Linked DNA regions of Rattus norvegicus: region 1 is linked to region 2. A link is a contact called in public HiChIP or PLAC-seq data. All regions are on one chromosome and are shown on one strand. The core of a region is the stretch at or near the end of the contact, and the rest is flanking DNA. Distances in the headings are between cores, read along the strand shown.

Region 1 (5,234 bases), core at 1,027-3,526, 160 kb before region 2:
ATTTTATTCTACATCCATATTTCATGCAGGGTACAATGCTGGCTTGGGGACGCAGGAGGATAATGTTAAGTTTTGGACCCTCAAGAAGGAACCTTTTGATTTTTAAAAGGGGAGAGAAGAAATGCATTCTGGGAAAGTGCATGTGTCCACATAAACGTCAGCTGTTGTGACAAATACACTAACCCTAACTGGGAAGCCTCACTTTTCTGAAATTTGTTCTCACATGAGGGTGGTTTGGGTGGATGTACCTGTTTCTCCCTCTAGAATGTTCTTCTCTCGATCTTTCCTCACTGACCCTTGCTTGCCACTCTCTGTGCCATCTCCTCAGAAAGGCCTTTCTTGGTGGTTTCTAAGTAGACAGAACCACCCTGCCACACAGCAGTTAGTGGCTGGACATTCCCTAGCTCCCCAATGCCACAAAAGCAAGCAAGTAGATAACAGTAAAAACAGAAAGAAGGCCTCTGGGACGAAAATGGGTTTGGAATGGCAAAATTCTGCAATGTATTAAAGACTGGGAAGAAACAATCTCCAAGAATGCTCCACATCAGTGGCTAGCAAAGTGAAAAGAGACTTAGAAATCTAAAAGCTGGTATCTGGAGTCTTCCCTGGGGGAGAAAGGTGTGGGTCAATGTAGGACAAGTGCTATCTCTCACCAGGAGAAGTCATTGAATTTGGATCATTTTATGACCATAAAATAAGTAAATATGATAAGGAGAGACGGGACATAGTAGGCACTAATCATTATTGAAACAATTTGACAGGAAAGAAAACTGGTATTTTAACAGGACCGAGGGGGTCCTTTTTGTGAAATCTATTCATCTCTCAAAAGAAAAGTACAGGGTAATAGGAAGACTGTATATGATGTAGGGTATGATTTCTTAACCTGAGTTAATGGAATCTCCTCCACGCTGAAACCTGAAGTGAAATGCAATTTTATGTGTGACTGGGGATGAGGTTGGGAACTTAAGAGCTTTATTTTCCAAGAGATCACGACATAAACGTTAGTAACCACAGCCAAAGAGTAGTTGAGACTCACTTTAGAGAGAAAATGGAAAAGCCTCCTACCCTTCTAAGGAAATGCTATGAAAAGATGGAAAAGTTTGCAATTGCGTCATCATCTCATTAAAATGGTTGTGAAGGCAGAGCTAGAAACTAGGGAAGCGTGTGCAAACACGCCGCTCAGAAGGGAGCCTGAGGAAGCCTACAGAACGAGCGGGAAGGGGCCCTCACTCCTCAGTAGAGGTTGAGGCTCTTAGCGTCGTTTCAGTGCCTGCTTCTGCTCAAGGTGGTGGTCAGAGGCATCATTTTAGAACCGGGGAGCGGTTCTCAAGCCGCAAATCAGCGGTCCCGGAGAGAAGAGCGGACAGTCATCGAAAGCTGTGCAGCTTATCAGCGAGCGAGCTCTGGATAAGATGCTCAATTTCTGAGTCCGGACAAGCTCCACTTCGAGGCATCAGCAGTTGCTCCGCTGCGATTGGGATGATGGTCCAAGACCCTGACACCTGTCGTCGCCTCTGAATCATCCCATTTCGCCTTCTCCTTTCCCAACGCAGTGCCCACCCAATGAGAGATCATCCGTCCACCCACTGGAGGGTTCACGGGGAGGCTTTAGGTGGAAGGCCCAAGGCGAGCGAAGCTGCCCTAAGGGCACACCACTCCAGAACCACCCGAGGTTCGCCGCGGATCTCCCCTAGCGGCCGGTTGAGCTGTGCCAGGGGACGCAGGATCCAGGCCGACTCCGCCCCCGCCTGAGATCCCGCGGGAACAGTCCGACCGTGCTACTCCACACTCGGTGCACGCCAGAGCACGAGTCTTAACGGCAACCGGCAGCGGTTTGACCTTGAAGGCCTAGCACCGCCCCCTCACCCGGGCAATCCAGGCCGCCACGCACGCCGCCCCGCGGCGCCCGGCTGCAGCCCGAGCCGGTCCCTGTTTTCCCGGCGCTTCTCTCCACATCCAATGGAAGAACGAAGTGGTCAGGGCCAATGGCCACCGTCAAAGTAGCCAGAGCGGTTGAGCCTATCAAAGTTCAGCCTTACGTTTCTCCCGCCCCCGAAACGCTAGGGGCGGGCCGATCGGCCAAGTCCACCAATCAAGGGCCAATAAACAAGACGCTTCCAAGATCAAAGGGGAAGGGGTGGGACCTACGGGAGTAATGACAAGCTATCTGGCGAGTAGCACATATACAATTTTGCTCCGTAAAAGGGGGGCGGGGACACACTGGGGTCTGCACCAATGGCTGTCTGGGGGGCGTGTCCGCGGGGCCAAGCGGGAGCCGGAGGCCCCGGGCTCTCTGGGCCGCGCCTGAGGCGGACGCAACGGGGCCGGGGGGCGGCGGCAGTAGTGGCGGCAGCGGCGGCGCGAGTGAGCGCCGCGGCTGGCCGAAGTGGATGGAGTTGGAGGGGCGGAGTGCAGGCGGCGTGGCGGGAGGACCAGCTGCTGGGCCCGGGCGGAGCCCCGGGGAGTCGGCGCTGCTGGACGGGTGGCTGCAGCGGGGCGTGGGCCGGGGGGCCGGCGGCGGGGAGGCGGGGGCCTATCAGACCCCTGTACGGCTGGATCCGGAGTCCGGTCCGGAATACGAAGCGCTGCCGGCTGGAGCCACTGTCACCACGCACATGGTGGCGGGCGCCGTGGCAGGGATCCTGGAGCATTGCGTGATGTACCCGATCGACTGCGTCAAGGTGAGACCTGGACCAGACTGCGATCCCGACTTGGGACTAACCGGACCCTGAGCCTTGTTTAGACCCAGAATCCCGACTGAGACCCAGAGCTGATGGGTTCCTTCCTGGCTCCTACCTCTACGCATGGTTCGAGCCAATACTCCGTGCAAAGTCCTGGCTGGGAGATGAGCTCAGTCAGGAACCAGGACTTATTTCTAACGGTCAGTGAGATCTGAGTCGAGACGAAGCAAAATCTTGTCAGCCAATGACTTGATCCCGACTGGGACTAAGTAGGGATGAGATGGGGGGGGGGGGGATCCCGAAGCACAGGTAAGTCTACAACAAACCAGCTGGCATGAAATCAGACGGTGAACTCTTGATAGCTTGGCTTGAGATGTTGCTTCGGGTCGGTGCTTTTACAAGCTCCGTGCTGCGTCTTCCCTTAAAAGTGTCGGGGCAGGAACCGGAATCTGGGATCTCTCAGCTAGATAAAAGTACGTATTAAATCTTAACCCGTGAGTGGTTGAAAAATCATCGTGCAGTCAAAAGTGAGAGTGCCAGACTGGAATGGATATGGGAAAAGGCATGTTAAGAAAAACAGTTTCGGTTTCTCTGTGAGGCAAGATTGATAGCCCATCTATTTCCTGAACGTAAAACTTGAGCTGGGCTTAAGATTCTGTGCCCAGGGAGCGCATCAGCCCTTACACAACAGAGGTGAAACTGATAGTCTTTTTCTTTGGGCCCCTGAATTTGACAAAAAGGGAAACCGCTGGAGGGAAGTGTGGTGATACTAAAAAGCAGATGTGGAAGAAATAGAACGAGATTATCAGGGTGTGCTCGGGGATGGACGTAAAGCCAGTTGGATCCACAACCAAGTAGGACCGTTAATAGACATATAGGTCAGGTCCTTGGGAAGAAGCCTGGGGGTGGATGGGTGGGAGGGTGGGGGGTGGGTGCTTTAGTAGAGGTGCCAGCTACTGAAGGGTGCAGTCTAAACTGCAGGGGAGGTGACTTCGAGGGGCTTCTTGAACAGCTGATGAGAACGGTTGCTTTCTTTACACCAGTTAGGTGGGCTCTGTCCTGTCAGCTCTTTGATGGATGTTTTCTCAGATTAGGAGAGCATCAGCTTCAGCGATGCCAACATCCGTCTCTTCTGCTGGCCCCTGGTTTCTGTACTGTTTTGCATCTCTGTTAGTAAAGTGGATAAGGAAATAAGTGGAGAAAGTGCCCCTGAACTTTGTGAATGAGTTTGGGTTGTGGAGAGGAAATGGAGAAAGTGCTCCTGAACTTTGTGAATGACACTGAGTTGGCCAGTGTTTCCAGCACATTACAGGCGAACTCCCAGTGCACCCGACTGAGGTGAGCATGAGCATTTTAATGTCCTTGGCAGTGGAGAGAATTTAGACTGTGAACTGGAGCTAAGGCTGGAGGTGTTCCTGGGTAGCAGCTTTTCCCAGGTAACTTGCTGTGTCTCCCCTTAGGAGAGAAATCACTGATGAACTGTGAAATGGACACATAGAATAGTGATTCAGACATGAATTCGATAGACTGTAGGTTGGATGTCTTGAGTTAATGAATGCTACAGATCCAAAAGTTTAGACAGTTGCGCTTCAGAATAACGCCTCTCAGCTCCAAATACAGCCGAGGCTCTGGAGTGCTGTGTTCAGGATAAGTATCATGGAAGACAGATCAGAGAAAGCAATAGAACTATTTAATGGGATGCAGTGTGATCATCTACAGTTTAAAAATGGGATTGGGAAGGCGGCTTTGTCATAACTGGTCTGTTATCAGTCATGCGAAAATCCAGGCATGGTGGTTCTCCTCTGTAATCCCAGTGTTGGGGAAGTAGACAGATCTGTAGAGCTCACCAGCTAGCCAGTGTAGCCAGATGCACTGGTTCCAGGTTGTAGGAGAACCTGTCTCCCACTGAGTGCCCTTAATTCCAGCCCTCAGGAGGCAGAGGCAGGCAGATCAGGTTCCAGGCCGGCCTGGTCTATGTAGTAAGACCCTGTTTCCATAAATAAACAAGATGGGAAGTGACTGAGGAAGATGCCCAAGGGGAGTCTCTGCCTCTACACAGTAACAGATTTGTACATAATCCAAATGGGTACCTGTGCCACACAGAAAGGAAAGGAAAAGATGTTACTACTACCTATCAGTTCCATACTTGTGTTGTTACAGCATAGTGAGAGGCTTCTCCTTACTTTATCATCTGTTTTGGCTTTAAATAGTTTATGAATTCCCTTGTTAGAAATCCCTCTAGAGCAGGTGTTGGTGGCTCATGATTTTAATCCCAGCATTTAAAAGCAGAGGTAGGCAGCTCTCTGTGGGTTTGGGGCTAGCCTTGTTTGCACAGTTAGTTCCAGGATATCCAGGACTACACAGAGAAACTCTAGCTTGAAAAGAAGGGGGAGGGGTGGAGGAAGAGGAGGAGGAGGAGCCTTTAGTGAGGGCAAAAAGAATCAATCGAAAGATTATGCAGCAGCAAAGACCACTCAGAATCTTATATGGCACACCAGAAAGGGCCATAGTGCCTGCTCTCTAAAGGTGAGGAGGGGCTGGCGAATAAAACCT
Region 2 (5,144 bases), core at 214-2,713:
ACGCGATGGGAGGTTTCCTTAAAAAGACAAGGTGATGCTTTTGAAAAGAAAAAGACAGAAAACCTTAGCAAGCACTGCCCAAAGTTTGATGGCTTATGTTTACCCTCTGAATGGGAAACTCATGTGAAGATTTATCATGTCACCCAAAGGAAGCCTCGATGCTGTCTTCTCACAAAACACCAAGGAACTGGCTGCTTCTAGCATTGGTTGAACATCCAGTGTAAGAAACGGAGGAAGGTTTCCCAGATCCCAGGCTATCTATGAGGGGGTGTGGAGCCTGTGTCATAACAAAGCTAGTATTTAGAGAGCACTTACTGTGTGCGACTAAACACTTTATGTGTCTTAACGCACCTAATCCCCACAACAACCCGGAGGAAAACATTATTATCTCCATCTCACAGAGCAGGAACAGGCCTGCCCCAAGTAAGTCAGTGGCAGCCAGCATCTATACCTAACTTGCCTGGCTCCAGAGTCAGGCTCCTACTCATCAGGATACTTTCTAAAATTGTAACGTCGGCAACAAAACGCCCCAACGCACAGAGAGACGTTTAACCAGGCGGAGTATTAAGAGAAGGTTTTATGGACGGCTGACAGATGTGAATCTTCAAGGTCAACAGGTGGAGAAAGGATCTGGACAGAAATAGAATCTCAGGGGAAGAAGCAGCCTGACCTGACAAAAGGCAGCAGCAGTTTGGGGATCTGCCAATCGATGACAGCTTGCGTGGGAGGAACACTGCACAGGGAGGCCTCACTAGATCTTTGAAGGTCTTTTAGGGCTAAGGCTTCCTCCGCCCCGGTTACCTACCGGGGTGGGGGCGGGGATGGTAAAATTCTCAAACTAGCCTGTGCTCATCCCTTTACCTTCTGCAGGGTCTCTCCTGCCAGCGATCAAGGTAGACAACACCCCCAGGTTTCTTTCTGCGGAAGCACTGAGTGGAGATGGTCAAGGTCACCCGCGATCGGGTACAGCGTGTCCAGGCGGACCACTAGAGTCCAGTGTCGGGGACTTGGCTGTCAGCCCGGCCTGGCTAACGCAGGAACGTGCGCAGGAACGGAGCCTGGCGGGGACAGCCACCTGCTCAGCTGGTACAGAAAGACCTGTTCTCTACTATTCCCGAGGGCGGGCCACCGCCCCAGGTCTCCAGGACCCAGAAGGTCAGGAGGCTGTCCTCTAGGGACTCCCGCCACCCGCATCATCCTCATCACCCTAAGGAATAAAAGCCTCAGCGATTGGAACACGCTATGCCAATCATCCTAGTCTTTGCCCACGCCTCCTCCGGTGTCCACTGCATTGGTTGCATCATACAAGCCTCCGATAAGATCCTCCTCTTGAATTGGCTAATAGAGCCTTGTCCCGCCCAACCCTTCTTTGTCGGAAGGTTGTGATTGGTTAAGCGCGTTGCCAAGCTCCGGGCGCGGCTCGGTCATTGGAAGCCGCGGGCTGCCCCGCCCGCCGGTGAAGGTGAGAGTCTCCTCCAGTCACAGGTCCCCGCACCGCACGGAGCAGCTCCCAGCTCGTGCTCGAGGTCCCCTCAGATTCCATCGCGATGGCCCCTCCATCATTCTTTGCCCAGGTTCCACAGGCCCCGCCGGTTCTGGTCTTTAAGCTCATTGCGGACTTCCGGGATGATCCCGATCCCCGCAAGGTTAACCTCGGCGTGGGAGGTAAGGATGCAGTGCCCTGGAATGCGAGCAGCTTTGTGGGGGGAGGTGGGCTTAGGAGGAACTGAGGCTTAGTTTGGTGCCTCCCTGAGAGGGGACTGGGGAGAGAAGGCTGGGACCACGAGGGCATCACCAGCCTACCCATTTCACAGATGGCGATACAGAGTCCTTGGAAAGAGGCGGTGTTCAAGGTCACGCAGGACAGGTGTAACATCTGGGACACATGCCGTTTTTGTTTCTTCACCCTGTCTTCTATATAGTACTTGTTCTAAAGCAACCATGGGGTGGTAAGGAGAGAGAAGTCTGGTAGCTTTGGCGTCATGGTCAGCTGTTAGCCTAATGGAGCTGCAGGCTCCAGTTAGGAAGCCTGTTAACCCATACGAGGAAGATGTAGGTTTGGTTTATTCTCAGAGTGGAGCAGATGAGGTGAGAGCCCAGCTCAGACCTCACACATCTGGGTCTTCATCTCCCGATTGTTTGCCTTGAACCAAGTTAGCCTTCCTCCAAGGACCTTTATGTTGTAAAGTCTCTAAAGCCCTTTAACTCGAGCCTCCAGCGACTTTGTCATAACTGGCGTCTTGATGTTTGAAGCTCTACAGAGCTTGGTTTGCGTTTGGCCACGTGCAGAGGCCAGCCAAGGAGAGAGAAGTGAGCAGAATGATGCCCTCAGTAGGGAACCAAGCGGAACCGAAAGCGCTAGAACATTAGAAAGAAGAGATGGGATTGTTTTGCAGTAGAGGGTGAGTGAGGTGAAGGGGATTCAGAATCTAAGTTCTTAGAGAGGATGTGCACACACAGCCCTCGTGTTCTCTCTCTCTCTCTCTCTCTCTCCCTCCCTCCCTCCTCCCTCCCTCCCTCCCTCCCTCTTTCCCTCCCTCCTTCCCTCCCCCCACGCACTGTCATGAGAGAAAACCCTAAAGTGATGTTTTATGGATGGTGCCTGGACGTAAGTGATAGATCCTATTTTCTCAACTTCTGTGTGTGCCTGAAACTTCTCAAAATAAAACATAAAAAGGTCCGTATTAGTTGTTTTGCCAATGGAGAGAAATTTGATGTTCTTAGCAGCCAGCAGAACAGGAGAAATACTGAAAGATAAAAACCACAATGGTCACCATATAAGCTCTTTATTTAAACCCAGCCCAGAACCTCCGCGTGTTTGTTTACAGCCTAATGTAGATAGGAGAGCTAGCAAGGTCGATTGCTTGACCAATCTTGCAGGGCTTTTGTGGCGACTTAATGCAATCAGTGCTTTGTGTGTGTGGGTGGGGTGGGGGGTGTCTGGTATATAAGTAGGAGTTATGTACGTGTGAGGTATTTCTGCTGTTGTCTGTCCTTTCTTTGAGTGGCCCCTTGAAAGACGTTGTACAAATTTTTCAGCCTAAGAACCAAAAAATGAAACTTAGGACATCGGTTCAGGAATGAAATATTCTCGAACACAAAAACTTCCAGTCCAGACGGCCGGAGTCAGCCTTTCGTTGAGATACCCATCTCTCAGCAGTGACCCGACTTTGTCACTGTTTCCAGGAACCCAAGAACATGAGTTACGCGTGTGAGTGTTCGTTCTGCCTACAGCAATTATGGGAGGTTGTTTTCTTGCTCCCCTGTTTGCAAGGAAGGAGGCTGAAGCCCAGTAAGAAAGCATAGTTTGACCCGTAGGAGAGATGGGATTCTGGGCGGGCCTCAGGCCTCAGGGTCTCTGGACCCTTCTCTGCTTGGGATATTTTAGCTGGCCTGGGGGTAACCAGTAACTAACCTGCAGAGAGAAGAGGCATGAGACCTGGGTGCCTATGGCTCTGACAGAGGTTGGCTGATGTCTTTGAAGCTGAGGAAGAATGAGGTGACAGGAATGAATGACAATTAGAATCTATCAAAAATCCACTCCAAGGTTTCCCAGCACCTCCACCATTCGACTAATAGCGATTAATAGGGTAGTGCTACAGTGTAGGAGTATTGACCCCAACAATTAACCAAGGGCCAACAAGCCAGGAACCATTACGTGTGAAGTGTGATCTGGCCCTATGGCCTATGTGATCCTGCCCTTGACCTGTTCTGTTCTGTGATAGATGCTCACAGAGGAGTGATCAAAACAGGGGAATGAAAGGCCTCTTTCTGCCTGTGTCTGTCCTGTTGTACTTACACACACACACACCCCTCAGTACACTCTCTGTGAAGGAAATTAATTAATTACTGATTGAAAAGGTTGCTCCTCCCAAGGCCAAAGGTAATGGAGCTCCCTCTCGGGTTCTATCTGTCAGTGCTGGGCAGTTTTAGAATAAACTGCCCTTGTAATCTCATTAGCTGGTTCCTACTTGCAGATAGCTTCCCGGGAGATTTTTCTCCTCACTGGACTGATTTCAATAGCTTTCTTGTCATTAAACAGAGCAGCGGGTCCTGGTTTTCACTGCTTATGGAGCGGGTGGGCTTAGTGTTTCTCATTTCTCAAAGCGCGTTTGAGGACAGGGAGACACAGGTCCAACATGATGCAAAGTCTACGGTTTAACTCCTTTTTTTTATTCTGTGTGCGAGTGTATGTATGTGTATGCATTCATGTGGAGGCCAGTTGCTGGCATGGAGTGTCTTGCGCTACTGTTTCTACTTTATCTTTTGAGACAGCGTTTCTCACGGAACCTAATGCTCACTGATGGCCTGACTGGCTGGCCAGCGATCTCAGGGATTTGTGTCTCTACTGCTCAGAGCTCTAGGATTACATAACCACGCCCAACTCTACGTGTGTGTGCCGGGGATCTGAAGTCAGGTGTTACATGTGTGTAATAGGCACTCAGAGGCAGAGCTCGCTCTCTCTCTCTCTCTCTCTCTCTCTCAAGCTCCCCCCACCCCCTTTTTAAAATGAGAACTTATTCTTCTTTCTTTTGGTCTGGTGTAGTAGTTTTTGATGTGGTTTCTCGCCTCTTCAGATGGGATTGCTGGTAAGGTGAGCTGTATCAGGTGTTCCTCAGAGCGGAAGTTGGAGGAGGACTTAGAGGATTGGGTGCAGGTAGGTGAGGGAAGGGGAACCCTCAGGGGCATGAAGACGCTAGTCTGTGTTCTTCCTTTCTGCAAACAAGACTGCTGGGCCTGTCTATAACTGTGTGACTGTCCCGGAAGCTTACTCAGGAAGAAAGGCCATGCATAGGTCACAGAGCAGAGCTCAGCTGCATACTGATAAGAAGGCTCCTCCAGTGCCCTGGGCTGAGGGCTTTAGGATTTCCTAAGGCATTGGCTATTACAGAGAGAGGGGGGAGGGGCAAGGGGAGAGGGAGAGAGAGAGAGAGAGATCAGAAAGAGAGAGATCAGAGAGAGAGACAGAGACAGAGACAGAGAGAGACAGAGAGACAGAGACAGAGAGAGACAGAAAGAGCGAGTATCAGCCTAACTCTTATCATTGGCAAATAATTTCTGGCCTCAGTTTCCAGACTCCTAATACCTATGTATTTTGTGGTTTGTTAAAATAATTAAATGAGAATAAAGAAATTTACAAAGTA

Evidence for each region. HiChIP or PLAC-seq counts read pairs in DNA pulled down with a chosen protein or histone mark.
Region 1: an H3K27ac HiChIP or PLAC-seq map of oligodendrocytes shows a contact between it and region 2, with 4 times the contacts expected there. The contact joins the promoter of Slc25a28 here to the promoter of Got1 in region 2. A contact is called at or near these places in 1 of 12 Hi-C or Micro-C datasets (the A7r5 cell line) and 1 of 1 datasets of contacts at active chromatin or transcription factors (oligodendrocytes).

The regions. Positions count from the first base shown.
Region 1 is chr1:252,488,384-252,493,617 of GRCr8, reverse strand. Slc25a28 (solute carrier family 25 member 28) reads left to right here and starts at 2,276. Exons shown (of 4, transcript NM_001109515.1): 1 at 2,276-2,681. The coding sequence starts at 2,391.
Region 2 is chr1:252,326,190-252,331,333 of GRCr8, reverse strand. It overlaps Got1 (glutamic-oxaloacetic transaminase 1), which reads left to right and starts at 1,463. Exons shown (of 9, transcript NM_012571.2): 1 at 1,463-1,665. The coding sequence starts at 1,548.